3 separate regions of the Zea mays genome follow, and all the other regions are linked to region 1. A link is a contact called in public Hi-C data. All regions are on one chromosome and are shown on one strand. Each heading gives the region's core, a stretch centred on a gene start, on an enhancer-like site or on the middle of the called end of the contact. The rest is flanking DNA. Distances are from core to core; before and after follow the strand shown.

What was found. A called contact is a pair of places that touch in the nucleus more often than the background predicts.
Region 2: a contact with region 1 is called in a Hi-C map of leaf mesophyll, with 2.4 times the contacts expected there. The contact joins the promoter of LOC103653664 here to the promoter of LOC100502533 in region 1. A contact is called at or near these places in 2 of 25 Hi-C or Micro-C datasets (ear and leaf mesophyll).
Region 3: a contact with region 1 is called in a Hi-C map of ear, with 7 times the contacts expected there. The contact joins the promoter of LOC100383821 here to the promoter of LOC100502533 in region 1. A contact is called at or near these places in 3 of 25 Hi-C or Micro-C datasets (ear, leaf and tassel).

The regions. Positions count from the first base shown.
Region 1 is chr4:128,870,964-128,874,761 of Zm-B73-REFERENCE-NAM-5.0, forward strand. It overlaps LOC100502533 (cryptochrome 2), which reads left to right and starts at 2,139. Exons shown (of 5, transcript NM_001197008.1): 1 at 2,139-2,728; 2 at 3,298-3,513; 3 at 3,586-3,798. The coding sequence starts at 2,377. It also overlaps a transcript of LOC100277665 not described here.
Region 2 is chr4:128,096,980-128,100,777 of Zm-B73-REFERENCE-NAM-5.0, forward strand. LOC103653664 (RING-H2 finger protein ATL5) reads right to left here and starts at 1,672. Exons shown (of 1, transcript XM_008680492.4): 1 at 50-1,672. The coding sequence starts at 1,421. The coding sequence ends at 426.
Region 3 is chr4:128,251,224-128,255,021 of Zm-B73-REFERENCE-NAM-5.0, forward strand. It overlaps LOC100383821 (Bifunctional riboflavin biosynthesis protein RIBA 1 chloroplastic), which reads right to left and starts at 1,768. Exons shown (of 8, transcript NM_001319060.1): 1 at 1,696-1,768; 2 at 1,398-1,493; 3 at 564-960; 4 at 1-162. The coding sequence starts at 1,450.

The DNA.
Region 1 (3,798 bases), core at 889-3,388:
TTTTAATGATTCTCGATCTCGCGATCTCGTAGCAACGCGTAGATTATTATTACTTAGTTTGTATTTATGTTTGGTGTGATGTTAGTTCTGTCTATACCATGTTTTTTGCATTGCTACGACTAGCAGTGAGGTCACGAGGATCAGAAGAATCACCCTGGTAACTGGAATCTCAAGTGTCAGGCAAGTTGTGCCCTTGATCACTTTTGTTATCCAATAATATTCTTTATTATCACTATTCAATGCATAGGTTTAATTTTGATGTGACCCAATAGGTCACCCTACTCTATTTATCCTTTTACCTTGTTTACCCCTAAATCACTTGGGTAGTTTTGCTATTGCTTTATATGGTTTTGGGTTAATATTTCATTATATCCATGTTCCAATTATTTCGTTATTCTATTTATGTTCACGTCAAGATCATTAATGTTAATTGGAACATTGAGCTTAACTTGAGAAACACGTGCCACCACAAGGGTGGAATGGGACGCCCTTGGCTGACTAATTAGGAAAGCTAGTGGAAGACTACCTTACCCGAAAGGGGCAAGGGTAGTAGGGGAGTTGCATGCAAGAAGGTTCTCGGGTTGATTTTGCTGCGATGGCGGTCAGATGGGGGATTCTTGCAAGTGCTCTTCCCATAAACTGTAGCGGGTTTTCGGAAGCTAGTGGAACTTTGTAAAGGCCTTGTAGTGGATCCCTAGCCATTCACCTCGGTAGTGTCTAAGGGCCTTGCAAACCCTGGCGACATGGGATTTACTATGGTTTGGTATTAATTTTGTTCTATTATTATTTATTATGGTTTGGTATTTACTTACATTTAGTAATTGCTAATAAAATTTTGACCAACTTATTAAAAGCAATGCTCAGCTTAAACCCCTATTGCTGATCAGCTTTGCACATTACATGAACTCCCATCTTTAGTGAGTTCATACACATTATTCCCCACAACTTGTTGACCGATGAACACGTGTGAGCTCACCCTTGCTATCTCACACCCCCACAAGAAAAGAATAGGTGGTTCAAGAGTAGCCACACAACGAGGTGTTCGATTCGATCTAGGTGGCGTCTTCTAGTTGACTTGCGCCAAGGATGATCCTTAGTTTGTTTTATATTTATATTTTATTTTGTAAGACTCCCGCTATGTAATAAGTACTCTGGTTATATTGTGACATTTATCTCTATACACTCTGTTATTATATATGTTGTCTTCTTGGCGCATGTATGAGATGCACCCGGCTTTGTTTCTTAAAACCGGGTGTGACATCGCCCTTTGATTATCTCCAACAGCTCTTCTATCACGTCCTATATCATATCTTTATTTTAAACTTTAATCTGTAAATAGTGATATCTACAGTGCTATTTTACACGGTCAAATGTACGATCTGCTGAAGATAGCCTAATTAGCCTCAATATTAGATGACAGAGTACCATGTTTTATAGAATATTATTTTTAGATAATTTTTAAACCTTAGAAAGTTTTTTATACATAATAGAAAATAAGTTTATTTTTTAAAAATTACTTTTACATCCGATCGGACGTGGCAAAAAAAAGTTACAAGCGATAATGCCAGTGGCTAAGGGGGTGATTGACAGTGCTCTAGGTTCCAGGCTCAGTGTTAAGTTATGTTGTATACTATAAATTTAAACATTTTTAAAAATATATTTTTAACCTGAATATAAAACAAAATAACTTATTTATGTCTTCTAAAAGTTTATAACTTCAGTTTTATGATTTTCTAAAGTTCCTAATAACATGCTTCATAAACTTGACCAAATTTTATGAGTTGAACGGGAATCTAATGGCCCACGCAAAATGGGAAAACAAAAGGAAAACAAAAATGGAGAGGGAATATGTTATGGGAAAGGCCAAGCGCAGGCGAGCACGAGGAGATAAATGGCAAAGAGGACGAGGCAAGAGCAAATCCGAACCAACCAATCCCAATATCCGCAGGCCTCCCTCTGCACTGGACCACACCACACCCTCGCCTTTCCCGCAACCCAGAGCCCCTCTGCCAATCTCTGCACAACATCATCGATTCCCCAGGCGAAAAAAAATACTCTGGACCCTTTTTTTCAATCAGATTTTCAATCAGAGGAGGGTAGATTGGATTTGTCAGATTATCCGATCTCCACTGCAGCCTCTCTGAAGAGAAGAGGCCCATCCAGTCCAGCCTTTCCGCAGTTCCTGGAGCAATCCTGGCTCAGTGCGTGAAGCAGCTTGATTCGCCTGCGCAACTGATAGTCATAGAAGGGAGCCAAGAGCTTGTTCTTGGCTGCTTGACCGATTCTTGATTGAGCTGCTGCGGATCTTGCCAAAGGGCCAAGAGCTTGCTGTGTCTGGAATTCTTGGTCAGCCGTGCCGGATAGGGTGAGGGTGCCATGACAGCATCGCAGTCCTCGATGAGCGGCGGCGGGGAGCCGGGGGTGCGGACGGTGGTCTGGTTCAGGCGAGACCTGCGTGTGGAGGACAACCCGGCGCTGGCGGCGGCCGCTCGGACGGCCGGGGAGGTCGTGCCGGCGTACGTGTGGTCGCCAGAGGAGGACGGGCCCTACTACCCCGGCAGGGTGTCCCGGTGGTGGCTCAGCCAAAGCCTGAAGCACCTCGACGCCTCGCTCCGCCGGCTCGGCGCCTGCCGCCTCGTCACCCGCCGCTCCAGCGACGCTGTCGTCGCGCTGATCGACCTAGTCCGCAGCACCGGCGCCACCCACCTCTTTTTCAACCGACTCTACGGTTCGATCCCCCCTCTCTGTCTCTCTCTGCTCTGCTCTAGGTGTTGTTTTACGCCTTGCTACATGTTGCAGCTGTTCTTGGCTTCTTGCCACAGTATATGCAAATCGTCAGCTTGACTTCGTGTCAAAAATCGATTTTTTATCATGGTATTCTAGCCTTGCTCTATCGGGTTTGGTTGAACGGGATCCCGTACTTCACTATCTAAATAGTAAATCACAGGATATATATACAGAATTTTAGAGAAGAGGATCTTTCCATGAACAGTTTCGCTTTCGTATATCTGCCATTAATGGATATCTCATATACTCCACACGTAAACCAACTCCAAGCTTAGTTTAGCAATTAGCATCCTGCCTTACTGACTTTGGTCGCCGTCGCCGTCGCCCTCCTTAATTCCAAAAAGTCCTTGCACCCAGCCAATTGTACTCACCAAACAAAACAACCTGCATCTTTCTTCTTTGGAGTTTCCTTTTCTCCCAAGAACCATCAATAAAAATAAACTTTGGGGCCCGGTTGACACGAACGGTCCTCGATTCCTCACCGATCGCTGTCTCGTGCCCGCCGTGCAGACCCGCTATCGCTGGTCCGGGACCACCGCGTGAAGGAGCAGCTGTCGGCGGAGGGCATCACTGTGCAGTCCTTCAACGCCGATCTGCTGTACGAGCCGTGGGAGGTCCTCGACGACGACGGCTTCCCCTTCACCATGTTCGCGCCATTCTGGAACAGGTGCCTGTGCATGCCGGACCCTGCCGCACCACTGCTGCCGCCCAAGAGGATCAATTCAGGTATCCAAATGCATTTGCCTACAGAGTTCTAATGGCCACACTGGATGACGTGAAAAATGCTGAGCTCCACAGGTGACCTGTCGAGGTGTCCGTGGGACGAGCTCATCTTTGAAGACGAGTCCGAGAAGGGCAGCAATGCGCTGCTCGCACGAGCGTGGTCACCAGGGTGGCAGAACGCTGACAAGGCGCTAACGGCCTTCCTCGACGGTCCGCTGGTCGACTACTCCGCGAACCACAAGAAGGCCGACAGCGCCAGCACGTCCCTGCTGTCTCCGTACCTGCACT
Region 2 (3,798 bases), core at 422-2,921, 770 kb before region 1:
CTAGCAGTGTCCGCTGCTCGCCAGGACTCGAAGCTCGGAAATCGTGTTCTCATCATGCCGAATGGTAAAAATCATATCAATATTTACAGATCACTTTCGTATCGAAACAGTTTCAAGTTCCAGTTAGAGATACGCTGAGCTCGGATAAAGAAAAAAAGAAATATAAAACAGATGGAGTTTCAGTTACAGGAAGGACATATTTGAGTTTTTATACAGCAGCCGAAGCATTCCTCTGAATCTTGCAAAGAACAAGCAAGCTGAACACCACAATGCAGGTGTGACTGTTCAGCGAACCTCCGCGCTGAAATTGAAAACTGTACAGAGTATCAGCAGAAACAAGCGTGATCAGTGGCAGGCAAAAAACAAGATACAGATCTTCCGTCCCATCACAGCGGCAGGAGCGAGCTGCGTGCGCGGCAATGCCGCTAGAGGAGCGTCCACCGGCTGCTGGCGGACCATGACCTCTTCAGCTCAGCAGGCTCTGGTGACACCTCGCAGCAAACAGCACCGCATGTCCCCTGCTCCTCGCGGCCGGCCGGCTCGCCTTCAGGATCGACCTCGGCTGACACCGGCGGCGGCGACCGCGAGTCCATGGAAGCCACCCGCCGGAAGTTCTGTGCCCGTGCTCCGTGGTGCCGAACCTGCCGACGTCGCCGTTCCAGTTCCAGCGAGCTGGAGTGGTCGGGCTGATCGATTTGGACTCGCAGCTCTTGGTGGTGCTCGTTGGCCTGCTGATCGAGCCGCTCCAGTTCCGTGGTTGGGGTATTGCTTGCGGATCGCTCGGCCGAGGCGTCGGCGGCGTCGGTCCCCGGGGGTTGCTCGGCGTCGGCGTCGGCGGCCGCGGCGCCTGGGTCCATCACGTCGGCGCGGCAGAGCGGGCAGCTGACGTGGGCCCGGAGCCAGGTGTCTATGCACTCAACGTGGAACGCGTGGGCGCACTTGGGGAGCAGCCGGAGGAGCTCGCCGTCCTGGAACTCGCCGAGGCAGACGGTGCAGTCGGAAGCGCCGAGCACGCCGCCGGCGCAGTACCGCGTAAGCGCGATGGACTCGATCGCCGCGTTGTCGAGCCCGACGGTCCGGATGTGCCACACGTGGTGCACGACCTCTCCGCCGGGACCGCCGTCGCCTTCGCCTTCGTCGGGGAAGGTGGCGGCCGCCGCCGGTGCCAAGGCGGCTTCAAGGAGCGCCTCTCGACGACGCCGCAGCCGCCTGCGCCGGACGAAGACAAGTATGGAGAGGCAGAGAGCGAGGAAGACAAGCACCGAGGTGGCGATGATGAGAGCCGTGACGAAGGTGCTGCGGCCGTGGGAGGCGGGGGGAGGAAGAGGAGGGTAAGGCCACGGGGGAGGTAGAGCCGCAGCAGGCGGGCACCGGTGATCTTGGCCATCGTCGTCGCAGGGGTCGGGTATTTGCGGAACCATCGATGCAGCCGGTCAGGTCAGGTCAGGTAAGGCCGGAGACGGTGGCCGGTGCTTGGCGCGCTGGCTCGTGTGTTCATGGCCGACGGAGCCGGGTGAGCGAGAGAACGAGGAGACGGGAACGCCGCTGAGGCGCTGAGAGGGAGAAAGGCAGTAACTTCTTGGCGTCCTTGACAGGCCGCGTAAAACATTGCCCGACGCGGTGCGTGTGGGAAAAACATTGCCCGCGAGCGCGCGATGGCGTCACGACGCCGACACGCGTGACTTTTGTGTCTGCAGTCTGCACGGAATACTGGCTGACCGAGGCCGATGGCTGCCGTAGGCACGCACACAGCCACGCAGGCTACGCGGGGGTTGTTGGGAGTCGGGGACCGCCGGGCCACTGGGCCTGGAGGCCGTTGGCTCAGCCTCACACAGGTCCATCATGACCTAGTTACCTACGGCTACATGTTAAGGCCGGTTCTAATTAACTTCGGTCTTTAACGACCGCTGACGCGACTAGATATATGGACGGTTAGCATCGACTGTTAAAATTTGTCTTGGTTCTATCCTTACTGTTGAGGATCAGTGACGTGGATTAATCTCGTCCACTAATCTAGATTAAGCAGTTAACAAGTGAAGGGTTGTGTCTGTCTGAGATAGCAGTTTCACGTATGTTCAAGATGTATATATATGTGTACACAGTCATTAATGAAAGATCAGTTCTCTCCATTTCGTCATTTCTCCAAACACGTTATCAGCACTTCGCTCCAACCAACAGAGAAGAGAAGCAACCAACGCAGAAGAGACGGAGTTCGTGAAGAACCAGAAAAGGTGAGATGCCGAACATCAACCTTGTGGTTTCCATGGTGACAGCGGCTGTGGTTCGCGAGTTCCGTCGTGGGAACCGCTTCGGCATCCTGGCTCGCGCTCGTCTCCAGGCCGCCATACGGCGCAGCCTCCTCCGCAGCGGCGTTGCAGGGTTTCATCATCGTCATGTGCGCGTGCCGAGGGCCACGGAGACGGTTTTCGTACCCGTACCGACGGACTTCCTCCAGCCGGTGCCGCTGCAGGTCATCCCACCACCGATGGCATACCCTGCTGGTACTGAGTTTCCACCGGGGTTTTGCCCGGTGCACGGGTGGAACATTCCACCGCCAGAGACGACACCTCCTCCTGCCGCGGCGGTAACCACTGAGGTGGTTTCCCCATGGAGGGCTCCGATGAGCGATACCGCGGGCGCGACGGCGGCTCCAAGCCGCGGCTGGATCCGCACCGGGCATGTGCCGGGGCTTCCCAATGGCTTCGGGCCCATGGACGCTGGTGCATCGTTGCCGGAGGAGGGCGTGGAGATGGCAGCACATGGCGGCAGACCGCGCGGAGACGCTGCTGCAAGGAGCAGTCGTGGCACAGTTACTGTAGAGAACGGCGTTGGCACTGCTGCTGCAAATGGCGGCGGTGGGCGGATGCTGTGAACAGCAACTGGGGTCTGGCAGCCGGTGATTCTCTAGTGCGGCGGCGACATGTGTCTAGGGTTAATCCCTAACCCTGTCGAGCCTGTGTCCATTTATATCTGTGATGCGTCGTGGGTGAATGCACATCAATTAATCATTGATGAAAGTGGACATGATCCACAAACCCCTTTAAGAATGCGCATATCCAAAGTGGGGGCATCGAAAAACTCGAGGATTATCGACCTGGGAAATGTTGATGAACCTTTAAGGGTGAACGAACTTGCCATTAATTACATCGAATCTGGAAAGTCCTTTGACCGAAAGGCTACCATTGTCGACACCTATTTCTCTGAGGAAATTGCGGACATCCTCATTGACCCAGAACCCCAATCCATGACAGAGTGTAAAAAACGCTCAGATTGGGGTAAATGGAAGGAAGCAATTGAAGCAGAGATAACCTCGCTTTATAAAAGACAAGTATTCTCAGAAGTAATGCCCACACCTCGAGGCATTTTTCCTGTTGGATACAAATGGGTTTTTGTCCGGAAACGGAATGAACAAAATGAAGTGGTGAGATATAAAGCAAGGTTGGTAGCACAAGGCTTCACGCAAAAGCCCGAAATTGATTATAATGAGACTTACTCTCTAGTGATGAATGGCATAACATTCCAATACTTGATATCATTGGCAGTACAAAATCATCTATCTTTGCAGTTGATGGATGTAGTGACCGCATATCTATATGGGTCACTGGATTCGGAAATCTATATGAAGGTTCCTAATGGAATTAATATACCGAATCAAAGGCACACCGTAACATGTACTGTGTAAAATTGCAAAAGTCCTTATATGGATTAAAGCAATCAGGGCGAATGTGGTACAATCGCTTAAGTGAATTCCTTTCTTTAAAGGGATACACTAAGAATGATGACTGCCCTTGTGTCTTC
Region 3 (3,798 bases), core at 518-3,017, 620 kb before region 1:
AGGAAGGCTCAGTCTTTCCAGATCATCTTCTTTCATGCTGACACAAACAATTCCTGTTCCATGCCTTACTATAAAAGCCATCGCCTCTGGGGTAACCAAGGAGGCAGCCATTATCAGATCTCCTTCATTTTCCCTTGATTCGTCATCAACAACAATCACAAGCTTCAAGTATAAAACAATGTTAGCAGACAATAGATGAGATGGAAGTAATAGAGTGAAAGGGACTCTAGCATAATGGTTAAGGCTTACGAGTAGCACGTTTAGATCCCGTGTTCGATCCCATCTGGGACGAATTTCTGACTTGGTTAAAAAAATCGCCTCGTTGTATCCTGCCCGCTCCTAGGTTACGTCCCGCGTGCCACCCACTGGCTGACCCGTTGCAGAGTGGGCGGTGATAGCCCGCTACTGATGGGGTCAGGGTTTGAGGATTTTTTTTTTGACCGAGACCATGTTTCGGTCTCTTCTTAATATAATACTAGGAGGGTGGTCTTTCATTCCCGGGCTGAGTTTTTTTTTAAGATGGAAGTAATAGATATCATAAGAACATTTAAAGATGTACTAACTTTTCCTTGCCGTACGTCCTCAATGGCATCTGGAATCGACGCGAAGCCCTCTGTCGGGCTATCCAAATCAAGTTCAGTATCTGTGTCATCATCTGAGAACTTGTCCATAACAAGTGCCAAATTAGCAGAGAGGATTTCTGGCGTCATCATTGAATCCATTGGGAGTACAGGATCAGCAACCGGATGGTCCTCGCCACGAACGGATGTGCTTTTTGGCAATAGCGTGTTGCCATTCCCAGAGAAACCGTCAGCTGGATAACCACCATCATTTTTGAAGGATAATGCTACTCTCAAGCCCACTGATTTCACCCTAGTGCTGTTTGAATTTGTAGCCAAGAAACTGCAGACCGATGCCTTTGTCTCCTTGGATACACTGCACCATTTCAAGAACTGGGCCCTGCGTTGTAGCAAACAGGCGATCAGAAACCAACAATCATTCTCAAACACCCAAACGAGTGTAGCCTTACGAATGAACGTTAGAATTCTCGCAAAAAAAATCTCTAGTTGAGTTCCGACTCCCAAGGATACTCTTTCACATCACTGTCAAGTGAAAAAAAAATGTATCCCGCTGTACCTATGTTCTCCTGCGTTTCACCAATTATTGAGTTTACTGACTAGTTCACACAGGTTGAGACAGATTATATCAGGCATACAAAAACGTGCACTTTGGTTGCGGTTTTTGTGTTCCAAAGCAGACCAAATCAAAGACGATCAACAAACCGAGCCAGAAACAAATGCCAGTAGGAGCAAACCCTCCGTCCTGTTTCCTCAAGAACAAACCGAGCCGGCGCAAACATGCGAACCAGCAAGGGCGCGCAAGCAAGGGCTTCTTACGGTTGGCGGGTGAGGGCAGCGACGGAGGAAGACGGAGGCGGAATCGAAGCCATGCTCGACTGGAACGCTGGGTCCGACGAGGAGATACAAAACAACCTGGAACCACAACAGAGCGCGCGCCGGATTAAGCAAACTAGCTCGAATTTTGATAAAATCCAGGAGCAAGGATAAAAAAACAACGGGAAGCCCCGTCGGAACGCGAGATCTAGTACAAGCCGAACCGGGGCAAGACGAGCTGGGGATTCCTCGCAGCTTACGAGACAACGGGAAGGAGCGGGAGCGGGCCGGAATGTCTTACCGCTGGCGCTGCTCTGGCGAAGACGACGGCGACGTCGGCAATTGTAGGAGGACACGTGTTGTTTGGGTTTTGGTTGTGTGGTGATTAGGGGTTTGGTGCGGGTGGGGTGGGAGACGAATAGATGGCAATTGAGACGAAAGTGTTATCTAAATTGTTACTATAAATTTAATATTTTAAAAAAGACTAGATATACGCTTATGTATTGCTATAGAAGTTAAAAATTAGTATAAACTAATCGGTTAACCGTGCGTTGCGACGGCTCATAACAATATCCATATAAATTATTTATAAAAAGATTTTAAGATTTTTTATTGATTGTCTCCGCTCTTCGCATAATATTTTTTATGAACGCACGAGTACCATAGACAGCAAATCAGAGACCTCCATCCCTCGTCTCTCCCACTTCCAAGGTTTCGTAGAGCATGAGGGGAAGGAAAGAAGCGGACATACATGTTCGTTGTCGAAGAAGGACACGACGAAGACCTGGACATCTGGAGTCGACATAGATAGTATACCGCTAGATATATAGGGAGAGAGCACGCAAGCGGAGGAAGAACCCCAGCCGGAGCAGCTCCAAACTGAGAGGCACACGCACCAGACGTCAATCCGAGAAGGACGAGAGAATGCAAGTGTTTTCCCAGCCTTAGACTCGCCGAAGCGACACAACACCACCACCAACTCCGTAGCATATGCCGACCGCTGCCACGCTACGGGCCTTGGTTGTCCAATATTCAGACCTGGACTCCTCATCGCCAAGATAACCTAAGCGTGGCAGGCGTCACCATGCCCTCCTCGACGGCACGCACGGAGAAAGGCCAGGAGCATGACCGTACCCGTGTCGACGAGCGTCGGTCGGCTCGCGGCTGCGACCGTGGGCGGGGGCAGCAGGCTGGGGAGGAAGAACAGCGTGAAGGCCGGGAAGACGAACGGGACGTCCGACAACGGCGAAAACGATGGTGCACACATGATGTGAAACGTCCTCGTGGACGTGCAATAGCCACTGCGCGAGTCGGTGTCGGGGCTGGTGTCGGACGAATACGAGAAGGAGGCGCATGCTCCTACTCCCTCTGCCGAGAATGGGGTGGCGCGGAGGTGAAGGCATGATGGGAGAGAGTGAAAGGGAAATAGGGTTAACCTTTTCCCACAATTAATTTTGGTGGTTGAATGCCCAACACAAATATATGGACTAACTAGTTTGCTCTAGAATACATGTTCTACAGGTGCAAAAAGGTTCAACACAAACCAATAAATATTCAAGTTACGGATCAAATTCAAAGGAGCAAAAGAAACCAAGAGTGCTCTGGTCTGGCACACCGGACTGTCCGGTGTGCTACTGGACAGTGTCCGGTGCACCAGGGCCATACAGGGTTGAACCAGCCACCCTCGGGTTTCAGCATGCGCGCTCCGCTATAATTCACCGGACTGTGCGGTGTGCCAGAGGAGCAACGGCTAACTCGCGCAACGGTCGACTGCAAAAGGGGCTGACAGAGGAACAGTGCGCGCAGAGTCAGAGCCGCAGAGTCAAAGGCGCACCGCACAGTGAACAGTACCTGTCCGGTGTGGCACCGGACTGTCCGGTGACACAAGAAGACAACGGTGCCAACGGTCGACTGCTCCCGAATCCTAGTGGTTGGGTGACGTGGCGGCGCACCGGATAGTGAACAGGACCAGTCCGGTGGTGCACCGGACCAGCAGCCTTCCCCAACGGCTTCTTGGTGGTTAAGGGCTATAAATACCCCCCAACCACCACAACTCCAAGCATCCAAGTCTTCTGAAGTTTTCATTCAATATAAGAGCTAGTGCATTCACTCCTAGACACAAATCAAAAGATCAAAGCCTCTTCAAGTCCCAAATTCATTCCAACCACCTAGTGACTTGAGAGAGTGTGTGTTCATGTTCATTTGCGCTCTTGTTGCTTGGATCGCTTTCTTCCCTCTTAATTCTAGTTCCAAAGTGACTTGTAATCAAAGCAAGAGACACCTAAGTGTGTGGTGGTCCTTGCGGGGTCTAAGTGACCCGTTTGATTAAGGAGAAAGCTCACTCTGTCTAGGTGACCGTTTGAGAGAGGGAAAGGGTTGAAAGAGACCCGGTCTTTGTGACCAC